Regions from separate parts of the Rattus norvegicus genome. Here region 2 is linked to region 1. Evidence: chromatin contacts called from public Hi-C data. All regions are on one chromosome and are shown on one strand. Each heading gives the region's core, a stretch centred on a gene start, on an enhancer-like site or on the middle of the called end of the contact. The rest is flanking DNA. Distances are from core to core; before and after follow the strand shown. Region 1 has its middle 140 kb from the start of RGD1596092. Region 2 has its middle 28 kb from the start of Cd83.

Region 1 (5,505 bases), core at 889-3,388:
AGCCATGGACAGAGGAGCATCTACAGGAATGGTGCCTCTCAGGTGCCCCTGGGGTCAGTGCCCTATTGTTCCTCATAACCCATAAGGGAGCCCAGTTTGCAGACATACATGCAGCTGGGAATGTTCCAGTGCCCCCCGTTTCCCAGCACTCGGTGCCTGTGATTCTTTATAATGCCCGTGCTTTCTATGACAGGTTATACGCTCCTCTGTGTATTGGTGGGGGGAGGCATTCCTCCCCTGTCTTGGACTCATCTCTCCTTTTTAAAACTCTCCCCTCAGCCCGGTGGGCTCTTCATTCAGACTAACAATAGCGCTGGCAATAATGAGGTGGCAGTGGGGAAGAGCTACGGTTTAATAAAGCGTTGGCCTAGCAGCCTCCCACTCCCCACACCAGGGCTCTCATAAAGCCTTTTCATCGTTCCAGGGCTGTGGTTTCCACCCTGGCGTCTGTGAATGGCTTTCTCAACTGAAAGGGCTCTTTATTTGTTCTCTAGGATGCGGTTGAGAGTGGCCACAGATTTCAGCTGCCTGGTGAGGCTCTGAGGGGAGTCAGATGGGGAAACCCTGGCATAACCAGACAACAAGTCACCCTGGGACTTTTCAGAAGTTTTCTAGAACACTGGAAGGTTCTAGACGTTTCTGGATCATGTCCAACTTGAGTAGGAAATCCATGTGATTTTTATCCCAAGCTTAAAATATATTATTTGGGATTCATTATAGAAAATCTGTCTTTTTAATCTTCCACGAAATTATGGGCTAGAACAAAACAGGAACCCCTTAGCGGCATGTCTTTCTAAATACCACCGTCTGATAGCGCTTTAGAGGGTGTGAGCCAAGAGCTTTCGTCACCTCTGTGTGTTTACTCAGTAAATTTTCTTATGCTGTTACTATGTGTGTTTTTAGAGAGTGTTTTCTATGCTGTTTTTATAAAGTGTGACTTTTTAAAAATCACAAAGACGTATATGCTATGGGTTAAAAATTCAAGCACTCACGAAATGTAGGGGTTGGAAACTGAAAGGCCCCTGGGATCCTTCCCTTCTAAGATGTTATGGATGTCGTGTGAAGTTGCTGCTTGGTTTTTTTCCTTCTTAGTCCTGGGGAAAATAAAAGCTCTGGAGGGGAAAGCAATACAGGCCCAGGCAGTTCACACATTACACTCTTCCCCGCTCTGTGGACAGAGATGATTTTAACTTTCATGACTACTTTCTTCCCCACGACAAATACCAATGTGCACCAGGCCAGGTCCTAGAGTCTTTGGCTGGTGTAAATGAAGGGCCATGGAATCACTGTGACTTGAGTGTCTATGCTACAGTCTTAATATGCTCTCTCCGATTGCTAGGTTGAAGTCCTTACATTTCAACTTAGGTGTATTTTGAGTAGGACATTTAGGGGAGTATCGAGATCAAAAGAGTTGACAAGGGTCGGGTGCTAATGGAATAGGATTTTTATGTCCTTTTAAGGAAAGATGTATGAGGCTGGGAATGTTAGTGGTAGAACATTTGTAAACATGTGTGAAGGCCTGGGTTCTATTCCCAGGACTGTAAAAACCCAACCAACCAATCAACCAACCAACCAACCAACCAACCAACCAACCAACCAACCAACCAACCGCACAATCCCAATAAGCCATGATATCCGTCATCTTCCTAACAAAGGAGAACAGGGCAAGGAGGCAACTGGTGAGAGGATCTACCAGAACCACAGCAGGCCAGCTCCCGGCTCTTGAACTTTCCAGCTTCCAGACTTTGAAAAATAAATATTTGCTTTTGAAACCACCCAGTCCATGGTATTTTGTTGCAACAGACCAAGCTGATTGATGTGGAAAGTGGTGTGTGTGTGTGTGTGTGTGTGTGTGTGTGTGTGTGTGTGTGTGTGTGAAACCACCCATGTATCTGTGGCCTGCCCTTGCCTTTTTCTGTCTTTGGTAAAGTCTTGGTCATTTGCTTATTGTAGGAGCACTATGGAGTGGGGGGTGGTGTCTCTGACAGCAGTGTGTTTACAGCCACTCATGTCAGGACTCAGCCTTTCTCTCCACACTGAAACTTTTTCTTTCCCTCATTTTAACAGTCCCTATAGTCCCCACGTACCACTGACCTTGGCCGCAGTAGAAGCAGGCGCCAAGCTTTACACAGAAACCTTTGATGGACACTGATGGTGTGCTTCAAGCTCTTCGCCAGCTTGGCTCAAACACACATCTGCTCATCAGAGCCAATCCTTCTGACACCTCCCTTTGAAAGCATCCACCCCTGCAAGTTACATGTCTGCAGCAAGTAGAATATTTGTGTAATTGGTGACTTAGCCTTTCTCTTTCCCTGCTGTCCTCACAGGGTCCACTCGGGAGCTAAGGTTGACCCCATCAACTCTGGAGCTCAGAGACACTGCGAAGAGGAACAACCCAAGGCTCAGTGTGGTTCAAAAAGTAAACTAAATCCCAGGAGGCCTGTGGAGTTGAATGAAAGATTTCCGGGTTCTGCTGTCAATCTTTAGCTTAAACACAACTGATATCACCTAGGTGTTATTTCAAGATGCAGAACATCTTTTGAAAATAAGTGGGAGTCAGGAGAAGGGTAAACTGGAAGGTGCTGAATGAAAAGCCAGTCTCGAAGCTCATGTCAGTACATTTCAGACCTTTCTATTGTGACCCAAACTAGAGTTTACATGATCAGCCTGAAGTATTTCCGTAGGCAGGCAGGCAGGCAGGCAGGCAGGCAGGCAGGCAGGCAGGCAGGCAGGCAGGCAGGCGAACACACACACGCATACCACATTTCTTCCCTGAACAATAACTAGCTTTATTGTCTGTGCTGTATTCTGATATTAGCTAGGCTGGTCTATTTCATTTAAAATACTGAGAACTAAGCAGGTAGTATGCTCCAGGTAGTAGCATTTCTGAGTATGCATTCCCAAGGCTGTGAAAAAGGGACAGTTTATTCCAACTAGGGACAAAGGCTGGTCAGAAAGAGCAGGAGTGGTGAGGAAAGACTGGATAAGATACTATATTTGGAGTTTGTTGATGGTCCTGGGTTCAGCTGGCAGCTTTTCTCTTTACTGGGTTCTCAGAGCTCTCTCTCTCTCTCTCTCCAGAAGGGAAAACAAGACTTTCATCCTGTGGTTGCAATAAATGTTTTGAAAGACAAGTTAAAGAAAATGCTTTAGTAAAGCTCTCCAGAAACAACAGACTCCTGGTGAGACAGTTGTTGCTATGAATGAGCACACACCCAAAGCCATGTAGCCCCTACCTGTGTGGTTAGGGCAGGCACCTCCATGACGGGGTTGGCAGGGTGATAAACAGAGTATAAGTCTTTCTGACACAAGACGACTCATCCAAAACAGCCTTGCAAGTAGCGACTGGGTTCTTCATCCTGGAATTTTCTTGTTATTCCGTTTCACTTTTGAGTAGCCCTACCTTTCTGGGAAGGGACAGCAGGAGGCTGGAGTTCTAACCTGGCTCAGGGGCTAATTCTCTATGTGAGTTTCTGTAAGCATTTATTTCATCTCTATGTGCTGGCCGGTTCTTGTGATAATGGGATGAGAATCATAATACCTGCCCACTGTGTCTCCCAGGCAGGTTGAAAGGCCCTGGGTACATTAAAAACACAGAAAGAAGCTTTGAACTTCTAGTGGATAGGCATATTATCAATACAAAGGTTTAACTATTTATTATTATCTTCTGTCTTTCCTGGGAAATTCCATTGTGCGGATTTGCGGCTAGCACATTATCTTTCTCCTTTCTTTTTTTTTTCTTTCTTTTTTTTTTTTAAGAAATAAAATTCATCTCTAACTACCTTCTGAAAGCAAATTTATGCTTTGGTCATTTGATTAATAGGGAGAGAGGACAGACACCAGCTTCTCAATCAAAGTGCTTTTGAATAATTCAATGCCTGATATTAAAAGCGGAGAACCACCACCTGGTGTGGTTTACTCTGCATTGCAAAGAAAAATCCGATTTGCCTGTCTACATGGAGGACCCCTCGCCTGGCTGGCTTCTCTGCTCCCCGTCTTTCCTTGAGACCACTCCTTTCCAGCCCCACAGTTTGTGTGTAGATATGAGAGCCCTAGCCAGGACTACTCCAGCCCTGAGGTCAGTCAGGGACTAAGAGGGCGGACCTAGAGGACAGGATCGATTGGTTGGTTGACTGATGATTGATTCCTGCCTTTCATCTTTCTTTCTTTTGAGATAGAGATCACTTGCATCCCAGGTTGGCCTTCAGTGTAGCCTAGGATAAACTTCTAACCCTGCTACCTCCACCTCCTGAGTGCCTGGCTTTATGCAGGGGTGGGGATCAAACCCAGGGATTTGTGTCTGCTAGGCCAACACACTTCCAAGAGATATCTTTTCTAAACATCCAAGAATGGGACCTTTTGTGAATCCACACAAGCTCTCTGTGTAGGTTAGCTGAGACTTGCTACCAAGTAAAAAACCCAAGGAAAACAGGAAGCCAGGCAGTGGCCCTCTAGGGACTTTGTGCCTGTAACCCCAAACATAGCAAAGACCCCTGAATGGAATGACCCATCTGAGCCCACATCTTCCTGCCTACAGGTGGCTCAGAGTCCTCAAAGCATGAAGGGTAGAAGGAAAGACACAAGGCCATTCTCTCCATTGCCCTTTGGTGGACTAGTTCCTGCAGTCTTAAGGACATGGTCCTGAGTGTGTGGGACATGTCATGGCCTCCCAAGGGACTTAGAAACCAAGAGAGCAAAGGTCAGTGATGTATGTGTGGTCACCTGCCCTACTGCTGCTCAAAAGTCCCTGCTCTCGTTCCCTTCTTTTTCCCATTCCCACTCACATCTAACAGCTTCTTCTCCCCTCTGCTTCTTCAGTTTCTCCGTTCCCACACCCAGGCTCTGCATGGTTCTCATAGACTCCAGCTGTGTTGGGCATCTATGACTATTCCCTGACATTGGTTTTCTAATTTGTTCCATCCACCCAAACTCTTCTGGCTTTCATTCTCATTTACCAACTTCCTTCCCTCGTAAGGACAAGGTAAATGAAGAGGACAGATGGTCAATCCTTTCTTCTAGAAACGCTATGCTAAAGGCTTCAAAGCAAAGGCCCCAGGGTCTTCGGTATTCTTTCTCACACTGAGGTCTGTGGACACTGCTGTTGGTATAGGAGTCTAGGTGCTCTTTGGCCATGGGGTGCTCTGTCCCCCCAACCTAGTCAGGCCAAATGGAAGTTGACATTTGCTTTTCCCAAGGTTGACTGTTAATAATACCAGACAGCATTGGGATCTAAGTACTCAATAGACAGATTCGTTTTGGTTTGTCTATGCTCAGCCCAGGGAGTGGCGCTGTTAGAAGGTGTGGCACTGTTGGAATAGGTGTGGCCTTGTTGGAATAGGTGTGTCACTGTGGGTGTGGGCTAATGACCTTCATCCTAGCAGCCTAGAAGCCAGCATTCTGCTAGCAGCCTTCAGATGAAGATGTAGAACCCTCAGCTCCTTCTGCACCAGGCCTGTCTGGATGCTGCCATGTTCCCACCTTGATGATAGTGGACTGAATCTCCGA
Region 2 (5,811 bases), core at 1,753-4,252, 170 kb after region 1:
CAGTGGGTGCCTGAGGGAAGTACTGGGACTCCAGTCTCTTCCCTGCTTCCTCTCTGCTTCCCGTCACCATGAGGTGAACAGCAGTGCTCCACCATTATCATAGCTCTCGATACCGCTCAAGGATGGAGATCTGTGTCTGTGTTCTTCGACCCCAGGACTCTGAGCCAACAAAGCCTCCTTTCTTCATAAAGTGCCCAGGCGGTCAAAAATACTTTGCTGCAGCCACCTGAGTGGGCAAAGGGTTCCAAAAGAACTCAAAATGGACTCTATTATAATGAAATAATGAGCAAATATGAATACCATTCGGGACTTTAGAGATTATGAACCAGAAGAACTGTTAAACAAGCCCACTTCTGTCTAGTGTCTGGAAATAAATATCAGTTAATGTCTTCAGTCCATCCAACCAATGCCCTATGGCCAGCTCACGAGATGCCCAGAAGTGGCTGGGATGCAGAGGAGAGCATCTTGCCTGGGAGGCAAAATGTAGGAAGCCCATAAACTCAACTATCATGACCAATACTACTGTCCTGCAACACCCCAGACAAAAAACACATGTTAAAAACCTACCATGAACTGATCATAATATATCATACAATGAAGTGAGCGTCATGTTTCACACTGGATCCCGAAGCAAAAACAAACAACAAACAAAACATAATAATCATAAAGATGATGATGATGGTGATTGCTTATTAATTTATAATCTTAGTATTCCTCATGAATCTTTGGAATCTGATTTTTATGTTTTAAAAAATATGACAGTGTAGCCTGTGAGATGGTGTAATGCCCTTTGTTACCAAGCTTGATGAACAGAGTTCAATCCCAGGCCCAGCATGGTGGAAGAGGAGAACTGACTCCCACAGTTGTCTTCTAGTACACAACTTGCCACGAGCCCACACACATATAAAAATGCAAATAAGTAAATTTAATTAAAATATATAACATTAAAATATTTTCCCCTCAAGTCATGACTTTTTGGGATACCCTTTTAAATCTTAGGTTGCCCAAGGCTCCCGGGGAAGAACTTGGACAGATCTGCATATATTCACTAGAAATTATTCCAATACACACACGCTATATATACACATACACTCACACTTACACCCTTACCCAAAAATCGCAAGGGGAAATTAAAAGCCACTGAGAAGACTGAAGCCCATTTCTTGTCCATTTGCCAAGGTTATCAAGGGCATCCTTAAAACAACTTTTCTCATCTTTCTTAAGAGTCACACTGTTCACCTTTAAATACACACCTGAGATGGGCATTTGTAACAGGGCTGTGCGCTCCGGTTGTGCTCAAATACAGAAAGGAGAAAAATCAATTTCGATCCCCAGAGGACAGAATTACTGGTGCAGAAGGTCACTAAATGTGAGCACTTGCTCAATGGGCTTGGAACAAGATCCTTGTCCGCATTGCTTCACTGCACTTCCAGAGAAGGGAGGGGGAAGGCGCAGAGACAAGCTCCCACCAGGGAAGAGAGAGAGACGTGGTTGTACCAGCCGGAGGACAATCACGCTAAACAGTCCAGGGACCGAGGCAAACACGCACACGGGCACTGCGGAGCCACCGGCTCATGTTAACACCAAAAGCTCTGGAGAATTCGGCCAAGACCGACTCCAACCAGCTGAAAATATTACTACTCTAATTCTCTCAAGGTCATTTGTCAGAACAGGTTAGTGGTCCCCAAGGGCTTGCTACATGGATCAGATTTACCAAAGAGACATAATTCAGGCCCTCTCATGGGGAAGCTCCTGGGCCTGGCGGCCATTTTGCCTCTGTCCTTCCTTGCCAAGGACATCGGGTTCAGGCCATCGTGGTCTACAGCAGGCGCACACTGAGCCTGGGGATCCGGCCAGTAGGTACTGCGGCCCTGCCTTCCCTCTGGTCATAGGTGGACGCAGGCCGTTTCTGTTGTCTTGGATATTGTATTTGATTGGAAACCACATGTATGGGAACAAAAAAACAAGGCATGTAAGACAGCCAGGCCTGTTCTATAGAAGATAGACGAGCTTCTTCCTCCCTAGAACACTCACAGAACAGGGTCTGAAGGGAAGTACCAGGATTCAGAAACCACACGGAGCTGCAGACCAGAGTAGGGATCCTGGCTCTACATTTAGGTTCCGGACTTCGGCAGCCGGAGTATAGCATTGTCTCCAAGTCGGCAGAACTGAAGCTGGCCAGTGAGCTTCTCTCTCTCCTCCATCCTCCTGGACCTGCATCTAAGCCGCCCAAGCCGCCCTCACTACGATATCCTAGTCAGTCACTTGAGACTCTAAACCATACCAAGGAAGTGAGTGTCGACGCTGAAGGAAACTCAGCAAGGCTGGTCCAGTGCCTTCTCTGGAAAGGTGGCAGGAGCCTGAGGGAATGTACTCATGGGCTCTGAGCTGAGATCATCAGGGGTTCTGGGTACCTGAGTGAAAAAATAAGGTAGAATTTTGTTTGTTGTTGTTGGACACTTGGTTGGGTTTGAGGGTTTTGTTGTTGTTTGTTTGTTTGATTGTTTGTTTGTTTCAGCTAAGCCCAGGACTCATTTGCTGGCACTAGGAAAGAAGTGCAGGGGATAGAAGACCCGAGGCTGCATTTTGCCATCCTAAATAATAATCAGAGAGACATTCTTCATAGAGCAATGGAGGAGAGGAACATTGCAATGGGAATACCAAAGCCACAGTAAACCGTAGGTGAAAGGGGAAACCTGAGAGCAAAAGGGGAGACATTTATATAAACTGCTTCTCTACAACATTCTCCTGGCTGTGCAGACCACAGGCAGGCATTGGCATCTGCTGGCAGTGTCCTGCTTGGGCATGCATTCTGCCAGCAGCACCTTGTCTGAACTGTTATGGTCTTAATGAGCATTAACGGTAAGCTTCGCTGCCAAGCTCTGTGCATGTGTGTGTGGTGTGTGACATACAGGATGTTTGTAGAATGAGGGGGGGATTTCCTATGCGCCTTAGGCTGGTCCAAGAGAAAGTGCTTGCTTAACTCCTCCCACTTCAGCACTTCCTGGCTCTTTGTGTGACTTTGCCTGGTCATGGTTGAGAGGCTGAATCAAGAGTTGGGCTCTTATGAGTCTGGTGGCATTTCGGTTAAGTACCATTACTCAGAATAAGACAAGAGGCTTAGGAAAGCCAGTCTGGGCTACAAAATTAGTTCAAAGCCAGCCTGAGCAATTTAATGAGATCCCATCTCAAAATTAAAAAATATAAAGAGGGCTGGTGCTATAGATCAGTGGTGGAGTGCTTACATGGCATGTGTGAGACCCTCGTATTGAATTCCTGGAAAAAAGAATACTCTTGAGGACTCTAGAAGAAGAGAGAGACATCTCCTTCCGCCTGGGGACCCCACATGAGCATGGTGGCTTCTTGGAGAAGCAGGAACCTGGCTGGGTACCGCCATAGATTTTAGCTCATTGGTGAGGAAAAACAAGGTATTTCTGAAAGCACCATTGGGGTGGCAGAAAGCAGTTCAGTTCCCAGAATTCTCCAGGCGTTAACTTATTACTGGGGAGCTTCTGTTGGCCAGATCAGACTCAGAAGCAGCCAGTACAGTGGCTGTCAGCCGTTGGTCGTCCAGTCAGAGACTGGGAAGTCAGAGGCAGGTCTTCAGACACCTAGCCTAGCCAAAACACAGACATGCAGGAGCAGCCAGGGGCAGGAAAGAACCCATTAAGCACTGAGTCGCTGTGTGGGATCCCACCTTTATTTGGGGGTGAGGGAAAAATGTAGTATTAAAGGTGATTAACCAAGGTGGTTCGTCAAATGCTCTGGCCACGGAAAGCCTGGAAAAATAAAGTCACAGTAGAGACTTGTTGGTATCTGTACAGGTTCCGAAACTATCTTAGAGGCAGAGCACTTTACCTGGTGTGTATGAGACCCTCCATTCAAATGCAGACAAACCAAAAACACAAACAACAAAGCAGGAGCAGCAGCAGCAGCAACAACAAAGACCTGAGACCATTAGAAAGAAGAGCTGCCTGGGCTTATGCATGGAATGATATCTGCTTCCTTTCTGTGTACGTATGGGCTCGCGGCCTGCAGAGAGTCCGCTCCACCAGCAACCTGGGCTGCAGCTTGCTGCTCCTCACATCGGACTCCTCTGTTTCTCTATGAGGTGACCCTCTATAGAAAGGAAAAGCAGAGAAGGCACTATCACCATTACCCACTGCTGGTCAGCTACTAGAAGCTAGAACCCTGAATCCTAGCAGCTCCAGGGACCTAGAAAGGACCAGAAGGAAGCTGCCAGGAGTGGAACTTGCTGAAACCATACAGAGAAGAAAATAGTTTCTCCATAGTCTGTAGTGTGATAGCAGGCCCATTCTGAAACCTCTTCCATTGGACGGCCTCCACGTACCACTCTCTGCATGCACCCCAGAGTGCTTGTCCTACGTCAAGCATCTTGCGAGCCTCTGAGAGAAGGAAACCACATGCACAAGAAAATGAAGCTGGCGATTTAGCGTGTTCCTTATACCAGCCTTTTACTTAAAATTCAAGCGAGGTTACCAGCGCCCACCTAACAAATGAGCAGATTGAGACACCAAGAGTCCAAGCGATTTGTTTAATATGACTGAACTGGTGAGTGATGGAGCCTAGGATCCAGCGCACATCTGTCTGACTCCGGTGCAATTTCTTTTTCAGACAGTAATGTATCCTGCCCACGTTGTATTGATTTATGTGTTACCCCTGCTGGGATTGCTTGTATTTTTAAAAGAAAGAGTCTGAAGAGAGGAAGATGAAAGATGAATACAACAGATGACTTCCCGCCCTGAGTGCCTACAACCTCACTCACGACAGAATAATGGTATTTCCAGAGTTTCCGTCTTAACTTTCAACAGATTTTTCCCCTTTTGCTACCCTTGATCCAGCAGCAATGGCTTCTGGGTACATATTTTGATTTTTTTTTAAACAATGTCAACTTTAGGTATGAAGAAATAGAATGTATTGAAGGCATCTATACAACGGCAACTCAACACACTACTAAAGTAAGATTAAAAAATAAAACATAAAAAAAAAAAAAAACAAGGGCTCGGGCTGGAGAGATGGCTCAGTGGTTAAGAGCCCTGACTGCTCTTCCAGAGGTCCTGAGTTCAATTCCCAGCAACCACATGGTGCCTCACAACCATCTGTAATGGGATCTGATGCTGTCTTCTGGTGTGTGTCTGAAGACAGCTGCAGTGTACTCATATAAATTTAAAATTAATTAATTAATTAATTAATTAAAAAGCCAAGGGCTCAAGAGATGAATCAGTGGTTAAGAATGCTTGCTGCCCTTCCAGAGAATATTAGTTCTTGTTTCTAAACCCCACTTCTGGTGGCTCACAATTTCCTGTAATTCCAACACCAAGGGACCCACCCAATGCCTTCTTCTGGCCTCCACAGACACCTAACGTACAATACGCACAGACACACATAAAGATACATCTTTTAAAAGGATGTATAAATCTTCATCTGTGTAGAGACATCTGTGTACCCCGTATCTCCCATGCCACAGGAGTACGGTGAAGCCTGTCCCCACCATGGGCCACCATGTTCCAGTGCATTCTGCCCACCTGTCCTTGCCATCAGCTGGAGCATCCCAGGACTGAAGCAGTCATCCATTTAAAACCATACCCAGGCCCTGTCCCTCAGGAAGCTTTCCCCTGGTTATTGGATAGCAGGATATGTTTTCAAATGCAAGATGTTTTAACCACCCTGGATTTGAAGGCCTCCTCATTTAAGTCATTAAGCTCTTTTCTGCAGCTTCCAGAACAAAAGGCCACAGGATGGTCAGCTTAAAACAACAACAACAACAACAACAACAACAAAAAGATACTC

The links. Hi-C and Micro-C count contacts between places; a contact is called where the count stands out from the background.
Region 2: a Hi-C map of liver shows a contact between it and region 1, with 2.5 times the contacts expected there. The contact joins two enhancer-like sites. A contact is called at or near these places in 3 of 12 Hi-C or Micro-C datasets (kidney, liver and mammary epithelial cells).

The regions. Positions count from the first base shown.
Region 1 is chr17:20,910,768-20,916,272 of GRCr8, forward strand. No RefSeq gene overlaps it. Among named protein-coding and RNA genes, the nearest start is that of RGD1596092, 140 kb to the left of the region's middle. Within about 2 kb of position 2,139, at least 17 of the 93 cell types and tissues checked have an H3K27ac peak or open chromatin away from gene starts, as enhancers often do. A contact at or near this core is called in liver, where this site is marked.
Region 2 is chr17:21,082,124-21,087,934 of GRCr8, forward strand. No RefSeq gene overlaps it. Among named protein-coding and RNA genes, the nearest start is that of Cd83, 28 kb to the right of the region's middle. Within about 2 kb of position 3,003, at least 5 of the 93 cell types and tissues checked have an H3K27ac peak or open chromatin away from gene starts, as enhancers often do. A contact at or near this core is called in liver, where this site is marked.